Regions from separate parts of the Zea mays genome. Here region 1 is linked to region 2. The links are chromatin contacts, called in public Hi-C maps. All regions are on one chromosome and are shown on one strand. The core of a region is the stretch at or near the end of the contact, and the rest is flanking DNA. Distances in the headings are between cores, read along the strand shown.

Region 1 (3,192 bases), core at 637-3,136, 130 kb before region 2:
ATTTTTCACCGATGGTATGTATCAATGTATGTTGGGATTGGCTTGTCTGTGACTACTAGAACCCAGAGCCAAAGTCTGTCCGCTTCATCATCTTCATGAACTCCTCCAGGTCGATCTCGCCGTCGCCGTCCTCGTCGGCGGCCTCTATCATCTCCCGGACCTCGTCCAGCGTGAAGTGCTCGCCGGTCTCGATGGCCAGCCGCTGGATGTCCATGTCCGAGATCTTTCCCTGCAGCATCGATCATCGATAGCATATATATAGCATGTCATCGTCATCGGTCGATGTATCTATCTATCTATCTGCCGTCGTCGTCGTTGGTCGCAGTCGGTTTGCGTAGCGTACGTTGGCGTCCTGGTCGATGATGCGGAACGCCTTGTGGAGCTCGTCCCGGGCGTCCCGCTCGCCCATCTTGTCCGTCATCATGTGCACGAACTCGTCGAAGTCGATGGTGCCGCTGCCGTCCTTGTCCACCTCCGCGATCATCTGCCCGATTTGCTGCGGATGCGATGCCATGCCATACATATCATCCATGCAGATCATCACCACACACGCGCACGCACCCTACAACTAAGGAGCCATTTACGTTGTCGTCGCCATTGGCACACGTCACGCGTACGTACCTCCGGTGTCATCTCGAATCCAAGGGCTCTGCAAAACATAGTAGGATGCAGCACGCGCACGCATTAGCTAACAAACTCCTGGCGACCTTTGTAGTAGAATGGAAGCTCGGACGGAGAGCGCGAGGTCGCATATATACCTCATCGCGACGTTCAGCTCCCTTGCATCGATGGTGCCTGGAGGATGCAAGCAGGTGAAAGGTGAAAGTCACAGCGGCCGCCATGGGCGAACACATGCGCATGTGTTTGTATATATAAACGCTACATCACTAGCACGTCACCGACCGGAGCCGTCGATGTCGAAGAGGTCGAACGCCTCCTTGATCTCTTTCCTCTTCTGCGCCGTCAGCCGCTTTCGCCGGACTTTGTCGGTCCGGTAGCCGGCGGAGTTGGGAGGAGGAGGACGGTCGGAGGCCTCGTACGTGCCCGTCTGCGCCACACCAACAACGTTCAGTTTTCAGAGAGAGAGGAGAAAAAATGGTTCTTTTTTTACAGGGACGACGAAATCACGGTGCCGCCGCTTCCGATCCGACTCATATGTATGGCAGCGTCCCAAATCATCGAGAGCAAGAACAGACGGGCTTTGGCTTTGCCACGATTTGGTAATCAACTCTGAAGAAAACAAAATTACGCCGTTCTGTTGTGGTCTGTCAGAGCAGGTGCTTACAACCACAATGATGAGAGGTTCCTCTGTTTTCATCAGAAAACAAGTGAAGTGCAACTTAAACTGATGATACACACGAGTATCTAGAACCCAGTCTCTAGGATAACCCAGCAAGTAATAAGATCAATTATCTATATATAATATAACGGAGCCTGAATGACATGCATGGTTGAGCTTCAGGAATCACGAGAAGGGAGGGACTAGCGGCAAAAGGCAACCAAACATCTCGTCGCAGCATCCAACTAGTCTTGCTCATGAGGAACTGAAGCAGATTCTCATGGAAGGAACGACCAGCACGATTGATCCACTTAAACCAATAGCTAAACTCAAGTAGAGCAAAGCAGGGTCTAATCTAAGAGTTGAGAAAAGCAGAGGAGATCACTCCCATCAGGCCGTCGGCGAGCGAGAGTCACGTACCATTCGGGGACGCGCTGAACCTTGAACCCCGAGCGGCGGCGATGAAAAGAAAGAAAAAAAAAGCTTCGGTCGTTGGGTCTGCTGGCAGAAGTTGCTGGTGCAGCTGGGTTTCGTTTCTTGACGCGAGTGGAAGATGCAGCGGCAGCAGAAAAGGCGTATGGAAGAATAATGGTTTCTGGCACTTTCGCTACTCGTCAAGGAGAAGAGGACAGCGACGTAAAATAAAGGTTTTGACAAGCGAAGGATAGGAGAGAGACAGCGACGGGACGTGCCCACGGCCCACACGGGGTGCGTTGCAGCTACAAGGAAGCCGCCCACGGTGTCCTTCCAGCACAGGAGTGGGCACTTTTTCATCCGTATCTAAAATTTAGTTTTTTTTGTTAGGTCGGTTGATTTCTGTTTTTTATCTATGAAGTTCAGTATTTAATATCGTAATCGATTTTTATCCTATACTGAACCGAAATATAAAAAAACAGAAATACCAAACTTTATTAATTGTGAAATTAGACTATTTGATTACATGAACTAAATGTGTGACGTAACAAAATTGTTATTCACTTATTTTTATATGATGTATCTCTAAATTCTTGTATATATATATATTTTTTACTTTTTACAATCGTGTGTAATCTATCATGTAAACTTGTTGTATACATTGTCTTATAACCAAGTTTGGTGTTCGGTTTTTAGCGAAAAACCAAAGTAAAAAAAGAAAGCGAAACCGAACTTCTCGGTTTTTCATTTTCTAGCAAACCGAACGGTTTCTAATGTCCGTAAAATCACAGTTTCTCAAAACCGAAAAACCAAAGTGATGTTTAAAAAACCAAAGTTTTTAACCGTGGTTGCATGGTGTGTTGCTCATGCAAAATAGGTAAGATTTATTTAATCTAGTTGTTAGACGAGATATGGAGAAAAAAACAGATATGTGCGCTTCGCGTGTGACGCACAACCCGCGAAACCCATGTTTAAAAGGAGTTGAGATGGTTGGATGTGGCTTCGACGAGCAACATACCAACCTCGCTAAGGATTATTATTAATACATGGCTAGCTACATGCTCCCTCTAATAAATAAATGGACACCGAAATATTCGGGTATTTGCCGAGTAGTACTATCGGCGTTTCGGACTCGGGGGGTCCCTGGACCGACGAGTGAAATCGCTGCGTGCCCCTACCCAGATGGGTTGGCGCGGGATGGAACACAAGAGGTGGGACAAGCCTCGTATTATCCTACACCAGGGGTGTCGCTCGTAGTAGGGGTTACAAGTGCGTCGCGTGAGGGAGAGAGAGAGATACAGAGTGGGAGCCCGTTCGTCCGCTCCTTCCCCCGCGTGAACCCCCCTCATGATGGCCCTGGACCTCCCTTTTATAGACGCAAGGAGAGGGTCCAGACGTACAACGGGGGGCGTAGCTATGCACTAACGTGTCCGGCAGAGGAGTGCCTAAGCCCTGCGTACATGCCAACGTGGCTGTCGGGGGAGAGCTTGGGCCCTGTA
Region 2 (3,346 bases), core at 448-2,947:
TGCTCCATCGTTGGAAGGGCCCCCTGCCTCTGCGGGGCGAGCCATGGATGGAAGGGCCCCCTGCTTGTGCTTGCGTGCTCTCAGCGATGGGATCTTGGGAGAAGAGGAAGCGAGAGAGAGGGCAGGGGGCAGTGATCCGGAAAGGACGAGAGAGATGGAGCGCAGTGGCGAGGAAACCGCGGTTGAGGATGGAAAGGAGCGCCATAGAAGGAAGTCGCGACTGCTCGAGGATGGAAAGGAGCGCCGCGGGCGGGCGGGATGCGAGGAAACCACGGCGGCGGTGGGGAGGATGGTGGCAGAACCGTGCACCACTGGTTGTGGACGTCTACACTACATACTTATGTAGTAGTAGAGATTGGAGTCAGCTGACCACCGCAGACCCCCTAAATCCGCCTCGGTCTTGTACAGTGCTTGTGCGGCGGCATGTAAAACAGTTGGATGTGCAACAACCGACGCAAATTGACCTCTCTTTCGCTCTGACGGTTGGTTTGTGGGCATTTTCTAGAATGGGTTTGTAGGTTCTAGGAAGCGGTCGTTACTTTGTGGCTGGATGCCTCGAAAAAGGAGGGTGGTATTCATTTTTGGTTCAATTCTTTCCTGAAGCGTAAATTGTACTTCGTATGCATTATTTATTGATCATGCTACAGTGCCGTGGAAGAGGTATTTCTGCTCTACGTGGCCGTTTGTCTAGGCTGTTGGAGAAAAGCCAGGAATGCATTATACAGCGCTTCCCAGACACAACACGTCAAGCTATGGTGGCGCCAAACTCCTGATACCACAGCTGTGGCGAGATTTTACACTAGAGAAACCTGTGGCTGCTAGCCTCCTGTCTTTCAGTTCAGTCAGAAGATCACTTTATTGCACACGCATGGTAGCAGCATTTCTGAAGATATATGATATTGTCCGGCAACCAAGAAGATTGCCATGACGAACACGGACAGGCAACCGAGACAAGACAACAGCACATGAAATGGAACAGATACTTCAGTCCCAGTCGTCTACGTGACCAGGTAGATGGGACCGTAGGCCTCCCGTCTGACCCCGTAGCTCACCTGGTCAAGCTGCATGTAATAACAGGGCAGTTCGTCGACTTCGTCCCCGCCAGCAACCGCAGGCGCAAAGCACTCTGCCGCCGTGCGCCGGACCACGCGGACCAGACTGGCGCACTCTTGCAGCATTGCGCTGCTGGGCCGCTTCTGCTTCAGGCTGCTGGGTTTGTGCTTCACCTTGTTCTGAAACATGGACAGAAACCTCTTCCATGTCGGCTTCTTCGGAGGAGCGTTTGGGCCTGGACTGCTGCTCTGTCTACGTTTCGTTGCGTGGCCAGATACTCCCCTCCCCTGATCTGGCATGAGAATCGGCAGCAGTTCAGGTTCAGGCTTGAGTTGCGCAGCATGTAGATCAGTAGATGTGAGAGAAAAAAAGATGATGGGGCATGGTTAAGGTTTGTACAGAGCTTCTGAAATCTGAATGGGTAGGGTATACCGAGATCACCTTGGGTTGGTCCTGGTGGGCAGCGCAAGCAGTTGTCCGTGTCCCACAGCAACTCTTCTTCGTCATCTGAAATCTCGCACCGGCGGAAACAGGGGGGGGGAAAGCTACACTGCGCAAATGGTTGAGAGCAAGAGCAAGTCATGGATGGACAGCTCAGCTAAGAGCAGACCATGGCGATGTGAAACGGATCACCAAGTACTAGTATCTACGAGGAGCAGCCGTATACACTGTTGGGCAGGCAGGCTGAACTGGAAAGGCAGGGGTGCTAGTAAATACAAAGGACAGTGCATTGAATTAGATAATACAGTGTCGATTTGTCACAGGAGATGCCCCTGCACTTGGATAATTTCTGCACACCTGCTACCAACATTTGGAGCCGTGCTATTATGATTCGGAGTCAGTGTGCACCGCTTTCCTGTTCGGCTGGCTGGCAGTACTGCAGCTGTGCTGTTTAAACACTGTAATTTATAGAGGCAAAATACTATAAAAGTCGCACTCCGAATAAAACAGTAACAAGCCACAGCCAACAAACCAAGCTTTACCTCGAAACCTAACTAGTATTTTGTAGTCAATCTGGACAAGCTTTGAACTAGGAAACAGGAAACATTTTTGGGCAGCCTTCTGCACGGCATGGGGACCAAGACTGAATCTTTGGAGACAGCAGAACAATTTGTCAGGGGGCAGGGAACCTGAGTTGGGACAAACACATGTGAAGGATGCAGCTAGCGGCATTAGCAGATTTCACGGGTGACTGCATTGGATGGATGAACATGACATCATCTCTGTCAAAAATAAATACATATGACAAGTACTAGGTAAATACCCGTGCGTTGCAACGGAAAAAATATTGCAACATTAACATATGTATGACCACATATTATGTTGTAATAAAAATTAAGTTGTCTCTAGAACTTTGTAATAGTCCTACATCAACAAAATTAAGTTCATAAAACAAATATAGTACACGAGCTCTCGATAGGGAACATTTTGCTACATCTCCGATGACCACACAATTTCAACAAACCCACATGTACTTGCATGATGGTCACAAACTTGAATGCTACCTATAGTACATTTCAGCAGGCTAAGTAAATCATTGCCCCGGTTGAGCAAGCCTAACTTCGGTCACTTCTAAACATCTATACATACAGCTGTGTGCACTTTACGATAATTTCTATGGTACATATCTTGCGCACCTTGATGTGCCATGTGCAGCATCACAATCTCATTGTGGTTCCTACTTTTTTATGCACCATACCTAGAAATAGGAGACATGCACCCTATTAGCAATCAGTGGCAGTATATAATAAAAGAACTATAAAAGGTTCATCAGCTGAAATAGAAAACCATTCATAAAAATAGAAAACAACAAATTGACACTTATCCGAACGATTTCAGCCACCTCCCATCCATCATACCATATCAGCAGCTAGGAATTACAAATTATAAAGCACAAACAAAAGGACAGGACACCAGTACAACATAATTCACATCAATAAATATGAAGGATTATTGGTCCAACTCAATATAATACCTTGTCTGCATGTCGAACATAATGTATAAGAGGATCCATAGTAGTTGCAGAGTTCCCATAAGGCTCATACATGGATATAGCAGGCTAAAATAGGATAATAGAAATGTGTGTACAAATAGTAGTGGTGTCTAAAATAGCTAAAACTGACTATAGCGCCTGTTATAGGCGGCTACACAGTTTTCTAGGGACAAAAGAATTGGGCACACTGCACCAAAATATTTCCCCTTTTTCCTTTATATTGGGAAACATAAATAAACAAAAGGATGATTTTTTGCTTCTATTGTTGATCAAGCAAGAGATAAACCTCATATTTCAGAT

The links. Hi-C and Micro-C count contacts between places; a contact is called where the count stands out from the background.
Region 1: a contact with region 2 is called in a Hi-C map of leaf, with 5 times the contacts expected there. The contact joins the promoter of LOC100283515 here to the promoter of LOC100277026 in region 2. A contact is called at or near these places in 3 of 25 Hi-C or Micro-C datasets (ear, leaf and tassel).

Annotation. Positions count from the first base shown.
Region 1 is chr5:38,816,736-38,819,927 of Zm-B73-REFERENCE-NAM-5.0, reverse strand. It overlaps LOC100283515 (caltractin), which reads right to left and starts at 1,886. Exons shown (of 6, transcript NM_001156415.2): 1 at 1,700-1,886; 2 at 904-1,048; 3 at 759-795; 4 at 622-649; 5 at 344-496; 6 at 1-229. The coding sequence starts at 1,702. The coding sequence ends at 56.
Region 2 is chr5:38,683,937-38,687,282 of Zm-B73-REFERENCE-NAM-5.0, reverse strand. LOC100277026 reads right to left here and starts at 1,697. Exons shown (of 2, transcript NM_001150699.2): 1 at 1,495-1,697; 2 at 842-1,345. The coding sequence starts at 1,636. The coding sequence ends at 999.